Regions from separate parts of the Zea mays genome. Here all the other regions are linked to region 3. Evidence: chromatin contacts called from public Hi-C data. All regions are on one chromosome and are shown on one strand. Each heading gives the region's core, a stretch centred on a gene start, on an enhancer-like site or on the middle of the called end of the contact. The rest is flanking DNA. Distances are from core to core; before and after follow the strand shown. Region 1 holds the start of LOC111591188. Region 2 holds the start of LOC100274520 (Amino acid permease 2). Region 3 holds the start of LOC100275569.

Region 1 (3,575 bases), core at 270-2,769, 730 kb before region 3:
CAGGGAGACGAACGCGGTGGGTTCGTGCGTGCGTGCTCTCTGCCGGCGATGGGCAAACTTGCCGGCTGGACTCGCCCGACACTGGCAGCTACTCGCCGCGGCCACGACGAGGGCCGCCCCCCGCTCCCCCGCGGCCCCGCCCGCCCCCACGGTGGAGAATCTCCACGGGCGAGCCACAGGACGGTGGTCGTGGCCGGGCCCAACCGCGCGCACGTACCGTCCCGATCCCGCGGCCGAGAGACCTGCCGTCCGAGCCGCACCGGCCGTGTCGCCCGGACGTCTGTCTCAGCGTTGGCGCCCGCATTCATTTGCACCAGCAGGCATCGCCGGTGGTGTTACCGTTCATAGCCTCGTCAGCGCGCGGCACAGGGGCGGGGCGGGGCGGGGTGGGCCGGCCGGAGGGGAGGAGGAGCCGAAGCGCCCGGCACAAGACAGGGAAGGAAGGCAAGCAGAAGCAGCGCGGCCCTGTGATCGCACGGTATGTGTGGCGCCCACCGAGCCTGACAGGACCAGGCGTCACCTGTCGAGGATCCCACGCATCCCGAGGCGTATCTCACGGCCAATTAAAAACCCACCGCGACGGTCGATGCCGCGCAGCCTGAAAAGGCAACAGCTCCGGCTTCCGTCACCATTCAGCCATTCATGCCGCTTCCAGCTTTCCACCAACCGGAGCAACCGAGCCAGTGACGAGCGACGAGCTGAGGACGGAGCTCTAGCTGCACACATCCCGCTGTCAAGCATTATTTGAATGCGAGAATTTTTTTATCTATATTTATTTTTTTATTGTTGTAAAATTACATGTTTTTAATTTTTCTATAGGATGGACGTTAGACTGTGTGTCCATTAGTTCACTAATATGAACATTCAAAACCCTGTTTTTTGCACTGTAAACTACACTGTTTTCAGAGTAAAGTTTGAATATACGGTATGAGAATAGGCTGCTTAAGATAGCCTTAGGCCGGTTCGAGTTTTATAGCATATAGTTAGGGTTGCAGCTCAGCTTGACTCGGCTCGACTTGGTGTGGCTCGCCTACTCAACGAGATGTAGAAAGAGGCTCGGCTCAGCTTGCGAGCTGCACCTGAAAAACAATATTGCATTATATAGTGAATTAATAGTCTATAAACATAATACAATACTACAAGTAATTTAGATTATAATTGTCATATATACATCATTAAAGACGAAGAAACGAGTCAGATATCTATAAAACTATCTAATATTCATCGTTTTTGTGTAGATTGATTAATTTTGTGCAGCTCGACAGATAGAGCGGCTTGGTTCGTTGCCCCCAACGAGTTCGAAAATCTGGCTCGACTCGGCTTGCCTCGCTCGAGACTCGCGAGCCGCTCCTCTACAAACTGTGAGTCGGTTCGTCGAGATCCCTTCCCTCCTTAGAATCGTAGAGTTAGCACATGATATATGGTAGCATCCAGTAGAAACCGCATTAAAACTGACCTTATAAAATTCCATCTTATTTTTACTCCTGTACGAACAGGTTAATTGATTGTGCTCCTAAAACTGCGCCGCTGCGCGTACCATGTTGTACGGCAGGACACTTGGAACGACCGGTGGTCATGGCCTGATGGACACACGACCCGTAGCAGGGGTGGCCGTGCAGGGGGGAAGGGAAAGCTTTTCACCGTAGGGCCAAACCCTAGCCCTTTTACGCCAAAAGCTCGAGACGCTGCCACTGCACTGCACTGCACCTGGCCCTGCCCCGCAAATGTTACCGCAAGGAGCGAACTGAGGCGTCTTTTTTCCTTCTCTCTCGCGGTCTCTCGCCAGAGGAAAGGGATCCACAACACCCAGCTCCATCCATTCCACGCACGAGGACTCTCTTTCTAGAGTGAGTGACGAGCTCCTCCCCTCCTGGCCTCCCTTAAACCCTAGAGAGCTAGCTGTCATCTAGCTAGCCCGTGGGCAATGTCGTCAACGCTGACGCCCCCGGCGCCGCCGGCGCTCCTGGTGCCGGTGGCGTACGCCGCCGTAGGCGCGCCCGTGGAAGCGGCAGGGAGAGGGTCGTCGTCGTACGGCCCGGTGATCGCGATGCTGGCCGTCGTGGCCGTGCTGGCGGCCGCCGCGGTGGCCGTGGGGCGGCTCTGCTTCGGGCGCCGGGCGCACGGCGGCGCCCGCGACCTGGAGGCCTGGGTGGAGCGCACCTGCGGGCCCTGCGTCGGCGCCACCGTGCTCGCCCAGGCAACGGACGAGGGCGGAGGCGGCGCCGTCGCTGGCGCTGGCGCTGGGGCCGCGGCGGCGACGGAGCCCGGCGGCGCGCCCGAGGGGACGGACGACGGAGACGGAGCGAGGAGACAGTAGTACCAGTAGAGCGTGGCGTGCTGATTGACAACTGGCCTTGTAAATTGTCTCCTCCCCGGACCATGAAACGTGCATGCCCTGCGATCGTTGGTGTCGGGAAGTTTTGGAATAGCCTGTGTACGCCTCTGTTTGGAAGCGATGGATGCTGGTGGTGGTGGCGCTGTTTGAATTTGGCGTGCACAAGCACAACGGAGTGGATTTGATGTTTTGGTTTTACTACTCGCTCGCTAGTCATATACATTGCCTGCCTGCCTGCCTCATTGACATTGAAGAGTCGTCACATATTGTTGCTGGACGCGTTTTCCTTTTCCCTTTGCTCGCGTTCGTTCCCGCGCGTTTATTTGCCTCCAGCCACCATCAGTTCAGTTCCGGTTCCACTGTCGTCAGCCACTGCATGCCCACTGGGCACTGGCGTTGGCAGCGGTAGTAGTAGACTAGTACTGTAGTAGATGAGGTGTTGCGCTTCGCTGTGGTTCGTACGCGGTGGCACGAGCGCGCAGGGAAAGAGGGAGAAAGAGAGAGAGGGATGGAGGGCGCCCGCCCCGGCGCTTCTGTTTGGCATCTCGGGTTGAGTGGCCACTGGCCAGCCAGCCATCAGCCATGGCCCATGGGTGACAGCAGCCCAGCTGCTGGGCAGAGCGCCACATGAGACGAGGTCAGAGGGCACAGCGTTGACTGTCCTGGATGGCACGGAACGAGAATCAGAATCGGCGCAAAGACAAAGGAGTCTGCTTCGACGTCTCTAGCTTCCAGATGACTCGTTTTACGATTCCCATGCCATGGTCTGAGAACGAACTTGGGATTAGGACTTTTGGAAAGGGTGGGTGCTGCTGCTGCAGCTGAAAGGCGAACAGTTGAAGTGGTTTCGCTCGCATCCCTCCAAGTCCAAGAGTCCAACCGCAGAAGAGGCTACATTTGACGCAGTTCAAATGGTTTGCGATTGCAGTATTGCACCACCAACACTGGAGAAATTGAATGGAGGCTGGTCCCAGTCCGATCCGGAGAGTACCGTTGTCCCTCTTACCTTTTTGAGTGGCAAGATCGATTTATTCTAAGGCTTGTTCGGTTAAAGTTGGATTGATGAGGTTTAGAAGGGATTCTCCATTAATCCACTTCAAACCGAACAAAGCCCCTAGCGAGTAGCGAGCGTTGTAATATGATACAAAAATATGTAAGACAATTTCATGCAAAGACATAACATACACTAGGTTACTAGCGCCTCAATCGAAAGTTTATAATAAACGGCCTGTCATTGTTT
Region 2 (3,553 bases), core at 562-3,061, 990 kb after region 3:
CTTTTTTGCTTATTGTGTACCTTTCCTTTCTTCTTTGGTGCAGGGCCAGTCAAACGGAATATAAGGTACCGAAATTCGTCACTAACCGAGTCCATAATCAAGCTTAAGCGAAAGCATCATCTAATACAGTATGTAATGCTTGCACACCGGTCGTTTTGTTTGTTACTAGTTAGTTACACCCTGCATCGGTATATAGTTTCTATATAAGATATATATATATAGTTTTTTTTACAACACAAACCAACATGAGCTGCAGTGGTTAGAGGTGAGTGCTCTCTTTCTAGGGAGTAGAGACCACCATTCAAATCCTGACATGCATCTAAGGGTCTCCATGCGCGTCTTACAAAGAAATCGTAGTGATGTATGGGTAACTAACTTGCGTGTGTGTATATATATAATTCGTGGCTTTAGGTGATGATCGGGTGAAATAACTTAACAAATTTAAGTTATTTATATTTGTTAAGTCATTTCAGGGTAGGTAATTATCTACCTAGCTAGATGATAAATAGGGATGCCTCATATATATATATGGTCGAAGGTTATTACCTATGGATTATGCTAGAGATATGTCAGAACAATAGTGTTATCAGGACTTGTTCTTGGAAACTTTCTGATTCATTTTGAAATATATGCAGATCGATGTTATAACAAGCATCGGCGGCTAAATGAGACAGGTTCAAAGCTAAAGATGCACGATGGACGATGTGCGTCATATTTGAGACTTAGCTTGCTCCATCAGCCAGGCACATGCACATGCACGCATGAAGGCTGGCTGGCTGGCTGTGTGTTTAGAATTGAAACACAGGTTCAGAGCTCAAGTACATAGGCTGTGATTCTCTCGGATGATGCATGGTGGGGTCGGAATGAATGAGAATCAAACGCATAGCGACTAGCGAACCTATTCGATGCATAGATGCACATGCACATGCGCGCGCGGGAATGAAGCAAAGAATGGACGAGAGTAGCTCGGAATGGCGTGCTGGCCGTGGGGTCCTGAGACTCCCTGCCCGCTCGTCCTGCATCTCTCTGCTGCCTGCATGATGATGCACGGAGAGCAGCCTAGCTCAATGCAGCAGCAGCAGCAGCAGCTATAAATAAACAGGAACCAGCGGGTGCAACTAGTAACACACCACTGAACTGAACTCCCAGCTGTAATCTATCTCCTTGCAGTAAGCAAGGGCAGCGAGAGTACGACGACGACGGCCCAGCAACTTCCTCGAACAGAGAAAAAAAAAAGAACAGCACCTAACCTAGGGAAGGCAAGTGGTTTTCAGAACCCTGTTGCGATCTTATCGCATCGTATTTGCTGTGCTGGGTTAAATTCCACGACGATCCGGCCTTGCTCAGGTGACTGTTGCGTACATACGTAGGATGTGTGTGTATGCGACGACGGCGACGACTATGTGAGGGTGGCATCAAAAGCGGCGGCGCGTGCAGTTTAGGTAGACGCTGTTTCCCGTTGACACCGCGTGCCGCCACTGCGCGAGTCGGTCACGCGCCCCGCCCGTCGTCTGATGCCTTGCACTGCACTGCACTGCGCGCTTGCATGCTCAACCCAAGCTCCCCGGCGCGCGCGGCCTCGATGGCGACTGGTCGGGGCGGGACCGCGGGAGCGGGCGCGGGCCTTTATAAAATGGCACGTCGTGCTCGCAGCCAGGCAGCCAGCCACGCAGCAGGAGCAGCAGCAGCAGATCTGGCAGGAGCTAGTGATCACTGACAGTGACAGGTCAGGGCATCGCTGCCTGCCGTCACGTACTACAAGACACTACGGTATGGGGGTGCAGAGTGAACCGCCGCTTCGATTCTGACCTGTTGCCTCCTTGGACACTCCGCAGATTGACATGGCGGAGAACAACGTCGTGGCCACGTACTACTACCCGACGGCAGCGCCGGCGGCCATGGAGGTCTGCGGCGCGGAGCTCGGCCAGGGCAAGCCCGACAAGTGCTTCGACGACGATGGCCGCCCCAAGCGCAATGGTACGTAGGTTTGATTTCAACTAATTGGAGGTAACGATGTAGGCTCCATTCGATTCGTGATGTGTCTATTATCCTGCTAATTTCAATGCATAGTCTATTTTAAAATATTAAACTGAACTCTAAAGTGAATGTCTCTTAAAAATTTAAATATTGTTTGTTCAATTTATATCGATTTGGTACAATTAATTTGTATTTACCTCTAATTTTCTAAATATAGAGGAGGTCAAAGGAGCTAAAATCCTCGTGCTATTTAAAACTGAATAGAAAGAGAATTTTTGTCCATCAAATTTCTTCGGTATTTTTGCTCCTAAACATGCTTGAGTGTTTCTGCGAAATTGGACGAAATTTTTTTCTCCCCGCGGGAACGGAGACCGGAGTGCCGCTATTCTACGATGGAAATTTTCCCGCTGCAGGCGCACACCGAACAATTCCAATTTAATAAAATCGGCTCGCTCGATTGCACGGCCCGTAGGCTAGCGAGGGAACGTCCGTCGACGTGTCAGCAAATCATCTCGGGTCTAGGCGTCTAGCGGATGCACGCCCTGGGAGGGACCATGATTTTTTTTCCCGCTTGCTGCCGTGTTAACGTTGAGTGCTGATGTGCATTCCGACGTATTGGGCTGCATGCATGTGCTACAGGGACGATGTGGACGGCGAGCGCGCACATCATCACGGCGGTGATCGGCTCCGGGGTGCTCTCGCTGGGGTGGGCCATCGCGCAGCTCGGCTGGGTGGCCGGACCCGTCGTCATGCTGCTCTTCTCGCTCGTCACCTACTACACCTCGTCGCTGCTCGCAGACTGCTACCGCTCCGGCGACCCCAGCACCGGCAAGCGGAACTACACCTACATGGACGCCGTCAACGCGAACCTCAGTGCGTGCCCCTCCGCCTTCGTCCCCCTCCTTCCCACGTCTCTGCATTGCGACTTTGCGAGAGTTGGAGACCCATTAGCTAGAGCTTACTCTGTGCATCCCGTGGACTGGAATTTCGTCGAGCAGGTGGCATCAAGGTCCAGATCTGCGGGTTCCTGCAGTACGCCAACATCGTGGGCGTGGCCATCGGCTACACCATCGCTGCCTCCATTAGCATGCTGTGAGTGAACGCAGCCTTTCATCTGGACAGTGATGCATGAATGTCGTACCTCCTGTGACTTGATATACATATGGTGTCGTGTTGGTGCGCCGCAACCGCATGCAGCGCGATCAGGAGGGCCAACTGCTTCCACCAGAAGGGACACGGCAACCCCTGCAAGATCTCCAGCACGCCCTACATGATCATCTTCGGCGTGGCGGAGATCTTCTTCTCGCAGATCCCGGACTTCGACCAGATCTCCTGGCTCTCCATCCTCGCCGCCGTCATGTCCTTCACCTACTCCTCCATTGGGCTCGGCCTGGGCGTCGTCCAAGTCATCGGTACGCTGCAGGCACACGCCGTGACGCATGATGCCTTTTTTTTTCGCTCTGGCAAACATCAGGTCATCAGCAGGCAGTGCCACTAGGACTTACCATGAGTGCGATGCAACGCAGCGAACAGAGGCGTGCAGGGCAGCCTGACCGGCATCACCATCGGCGTGGTG
Region 3 (3,160 bases), core at 455-2,954:
CGACGGCGACGGCGAGCGTGCCTGCACGACACGAACTATATAGTACGGGACAAGATGATGGAGCGGAGCCGGATCGGAGGGGGTAACATGCATGGGCGGGCGGGGAGACAGCGCCTCGTGTCGTCGCAGAGGCAGAGATGCGTGAGCGAGCGAGAGATCCGTGCCGCCACGTGAAGTGAACCTAGGCCGGGGTCAGGTCATTCCCACTGCGCCACCATTGCATTCATGTCGTCGTCCAATCCAATTAACCATACGTATAAGGCACGGTTAAACCTAGCTTTTAGTGCCTACCATACAACGGTGGCCCGATCGACATTCCAGCCGCTGCATCGCCTAGTGGAATTTTACCTGCATGATACAGCCTTAACTTGGACGTTAAAAATCCCAGCCGCCAGCGACTGATGCTAGCTAACTACGGCCGGGCCGGGGAAGTAACATGATGGGACCTGGATCCTGCACGTTTGCATTTGAAGAAGAAGAAGACGACGACCATGACCATGATGGTGCATTGCAGGGCACAACCACCTCCCATTTACGATTTTACCCTGGCCTGGCCAAGCAAGGAAAGCGACAAGCGAACTGCTGGCCGGGCCAGCCAAGTGCCCTCCCCACAGCAGAAATGGACATGCTAATCATGAAAAAACAACCATTTAATTGGGGTGGGGGGGTGGGGGGGTGGGGGGGGGGGGCTTAGTTAGCGCATGGCATGGCATGTCATATGACTGTGAGCGAATGCAAACGCTGAGGAAGGATAGGGAGGAGTTCTTTTATTTGTCGTTGTCTCTCCCTCCTTCCACTATGGGATTCAATAATTTGGGATCGACGATGATGCTTTGCTGCCTGTGTGACTGTGTTCCTGTGCAAATATATTCTCAGTCTTATCCTCGACCAGCCTACCTTGGCCTCTCGCGTCCTTGCATGCATTGCACAGCTCAAAACTGTCAGACTCAAAAAAAAATTAGTACCATGCATCACCCTACCTAACCAAATGCTAGCGGTAGCCTTTACCATGCCTTGGTCAATTTGCTAGGCATCGATCAATCATTCGTCGTGTATAAAAAAAATAGAGGGGTTTGGTGTTCTACTACGTGTCACCCTAACCAAATACAGCCACACTCCATATCTTTTTTTTTTCTTTTGACAGATTTATTGGTAAATGTTTTCATTTCTTCTTTTTTACTAAGTGAACAAATAAAAAACCCAAAAAAAAAAACCGAGCACAACTCAATGGTGGCGCACATTTTAAACCGAAGGGGATACTAGTATCTAAGTGCCTTTCTGCAGAGGTTTCGCTTTTCAAAGATGCTATCGACAAATGTTTCCTTTTAACTCTTTCCGTGCTGCACTCTGTGTGTGTGCGTGCGTGCGTGCGTGTATATATGGCTATCATTTAGCAATATTTATCTTTTTCCACGAGTGGCAAATGTTAAAGCACACACCATGCCTTGGCTCTCATCAATCAATTCTCAACCGGAAGTGACTCGCCCACGCGGTCGTGGGTCCCACACGCAGGGACTCGCGTCACTGGTACGCTCTTCACTATCGGTAGTGCAGGCAGTAGCCGCTTGTATGTAGTGTGTAGCCCTTTCCTTTCCCTCCCGCGAGCACGCTACGAATCGCCGTGGTAAATGCTCGGCCGCGGCGGCCATTAGAAGGCGCTAATCACGCCCAGGATTAAAGAGCCCCCCTCTCCGCCTTGGCCTCGGCTCGCGCACCTGCCTGCCTCACTGCCTGCCTACCTACCTGCGTTGTTGCCTTCTTCGCCTCCTCCCCCTGTGGCCGCACCGCAGCAGCTGCGGCGGCGGCAGAGGTGAACAGCTTCCCGCGGCCTTGTCCTGTCCGGACTCCGGGGCCGGGACCGGCAGCGCAGCGGGCTCGCAGGATCTCCCGAGTCCCGACCCCCATGCGTCGGCCTCGGTGACAGGTAACGGAGGATTTCACCCCCCCCTGCTCTTGTATCCGGTTCCTGGTGCTGCTTGCTACCTACTAGGGCGCGCTGCTCGGGGTTGGAGGAATTTGGCGGCTGCTTGTGTGACGAGGAGCGGGCGTGTTTGGTAGATGGCGCGGAGTTCTGCAATGCGGAGGAGCGGTTTTGCCGGGTTCTCGTGCTTCGCTGGGCAGGCTCGTCGTCTCCTTCCGTTTCGATTCCAGGTGCCCAGTTGGAAACTTTGGAGATCCGGTTCAAGTTTGAGCAGGCCCTGAATTTCGCCAGGAAATGGCCCTCGCCCAAGCACTTCCTTAAGCTTTTTTTTTCTGGGACCAGCGACGCGCAATTTTCTCCACTTCTTCTGCGCCGGGGTCACGTGTTTGTTTCATCTTCTCTTTCTCTTTGTTCTGTCGCTGCGAAGTTTCGGATTTCATAAATCGTTCGCCCACTGTCGTTGTTCCGTAGAAGAAGCTGGAATTTTACGCACTGTCGATGCTGGAACTTCGATTCAGCTTTTATCTGACATAAATTTTGTTTTTTCAGCGCCGCAGCTTTTCAAAAGTGCTCCTCTTTGGGCCCTTGGGGGTCTGTAACTGCTGGGTGGCCTCTCTTTTCTTGCCTCCCCGCTTTCTTTTCCGTGGTGAGTTTAAATTCCGGCTTTGATGGCATTTTTTAACGGATCTGACGGCTTCTGATGATTACCGACAGTTTGGCCCTTTTTTCCGCTTCTCTTTCCTATATTTTTTCCTCCCCTTCCCACTGTCACTGATGCAGCGAAGCTTGGTATAGCATGACCTGAATTCAGCTTGTGTAGACGAGGAGCCAAGTTTCTTCTTCTTTTCCTTTGCTCCAAACAGATCGCTAATTGTGTTCGTGTTTTGTTCTGGTAGGGCCGAAAGTTGCTGGATTCTGCATATGCAATCCCGTGATGAATTCTTAACTTCGAGAACCTCAGTTTCAGTTCAGCGATAGAAAATAGACACTTTCGATTTCGGTGTTCTAGCTGATTCTTCGAGCCACAGGAACTTTCTTTTCTTTATTGTTCGTTTCACTTTAGTCTGTTTTCTGTTTTACTTGGCTGTACATGTTGTTATCCTTTCTTTTGGGTTGCAACTCGTTCGAGTTGTTGGCATGTCAATGAATTGTTGAGAAGAAGACTACCGTTCCCGGCCTGATGCCTGTATCTGCCTATCTGGTTTCGTGCTTAGGGTCCACCTGCAGCTTGGAAATGTT

The links. A called contact is a pair of places that touch in the nucleus more often than the background predicts.
Region 1: a contact with region 3 is called in a Hi-C map of endosperm, with 4 times the contacts expected there. The contact joins the promoter of LOC111591188 here to the promoter of LOC100275569 in region 3. A contact is called at or near these places in 2 of 25 Hi-C or Micro-C datasets (endosperm and tassel).
Region 2: a contact with region 3 is called in a Hi-C map of tassel, with 3 times the contacts expected there. The contact joins the promoter of LOC100274520 here to the promoter of LOC100275569 in region 3. A contact is called at or near these places in 2 of 25 Hi-C or Micro-C datasets (ear and tassel).

Annotation. Positions count from the first base shown.
Region 1 is chr3:174,363,445-174,367,019 of Zm-B73-REFERENCE-NAM-5.0, forward strand. LOC111591188 reads left to right here and starts at 1,520. Exons shown (of 1, transcript XM_023302132.1): 1 at 1,520-2,533. The coding sequence starts at 1,925. The coding sequence ends at 2,317.
Region 2 is chr3:176,080,919-176,084,471 of Zm-B73-REFERENCE-NAM-5.0, forward strand. It overlaps LOC100274520 (Amino acid permease 2), which reads left to right and starts at 1,812. Exons shown (of 5, transcript NM_001148877.1): 1 at 1,812-1,977; 2 at 2,617-2,850; 3 at 2,976-3,069; 4 at 3,175-3,389; 5 at 3,504-3,553. The coding sequence starts at 1,842.
Region 3 is chr3:175,091,742-175,094,901 of Zm-B73-REFERENCE-NAM-5.0, forward strand. LOC100275569 reads left to right here and starts at 1,705. Exons shown (of 11, transcript NM_001149621.1): 1 at 1,705-1,924; 2 at 2,471-2,567.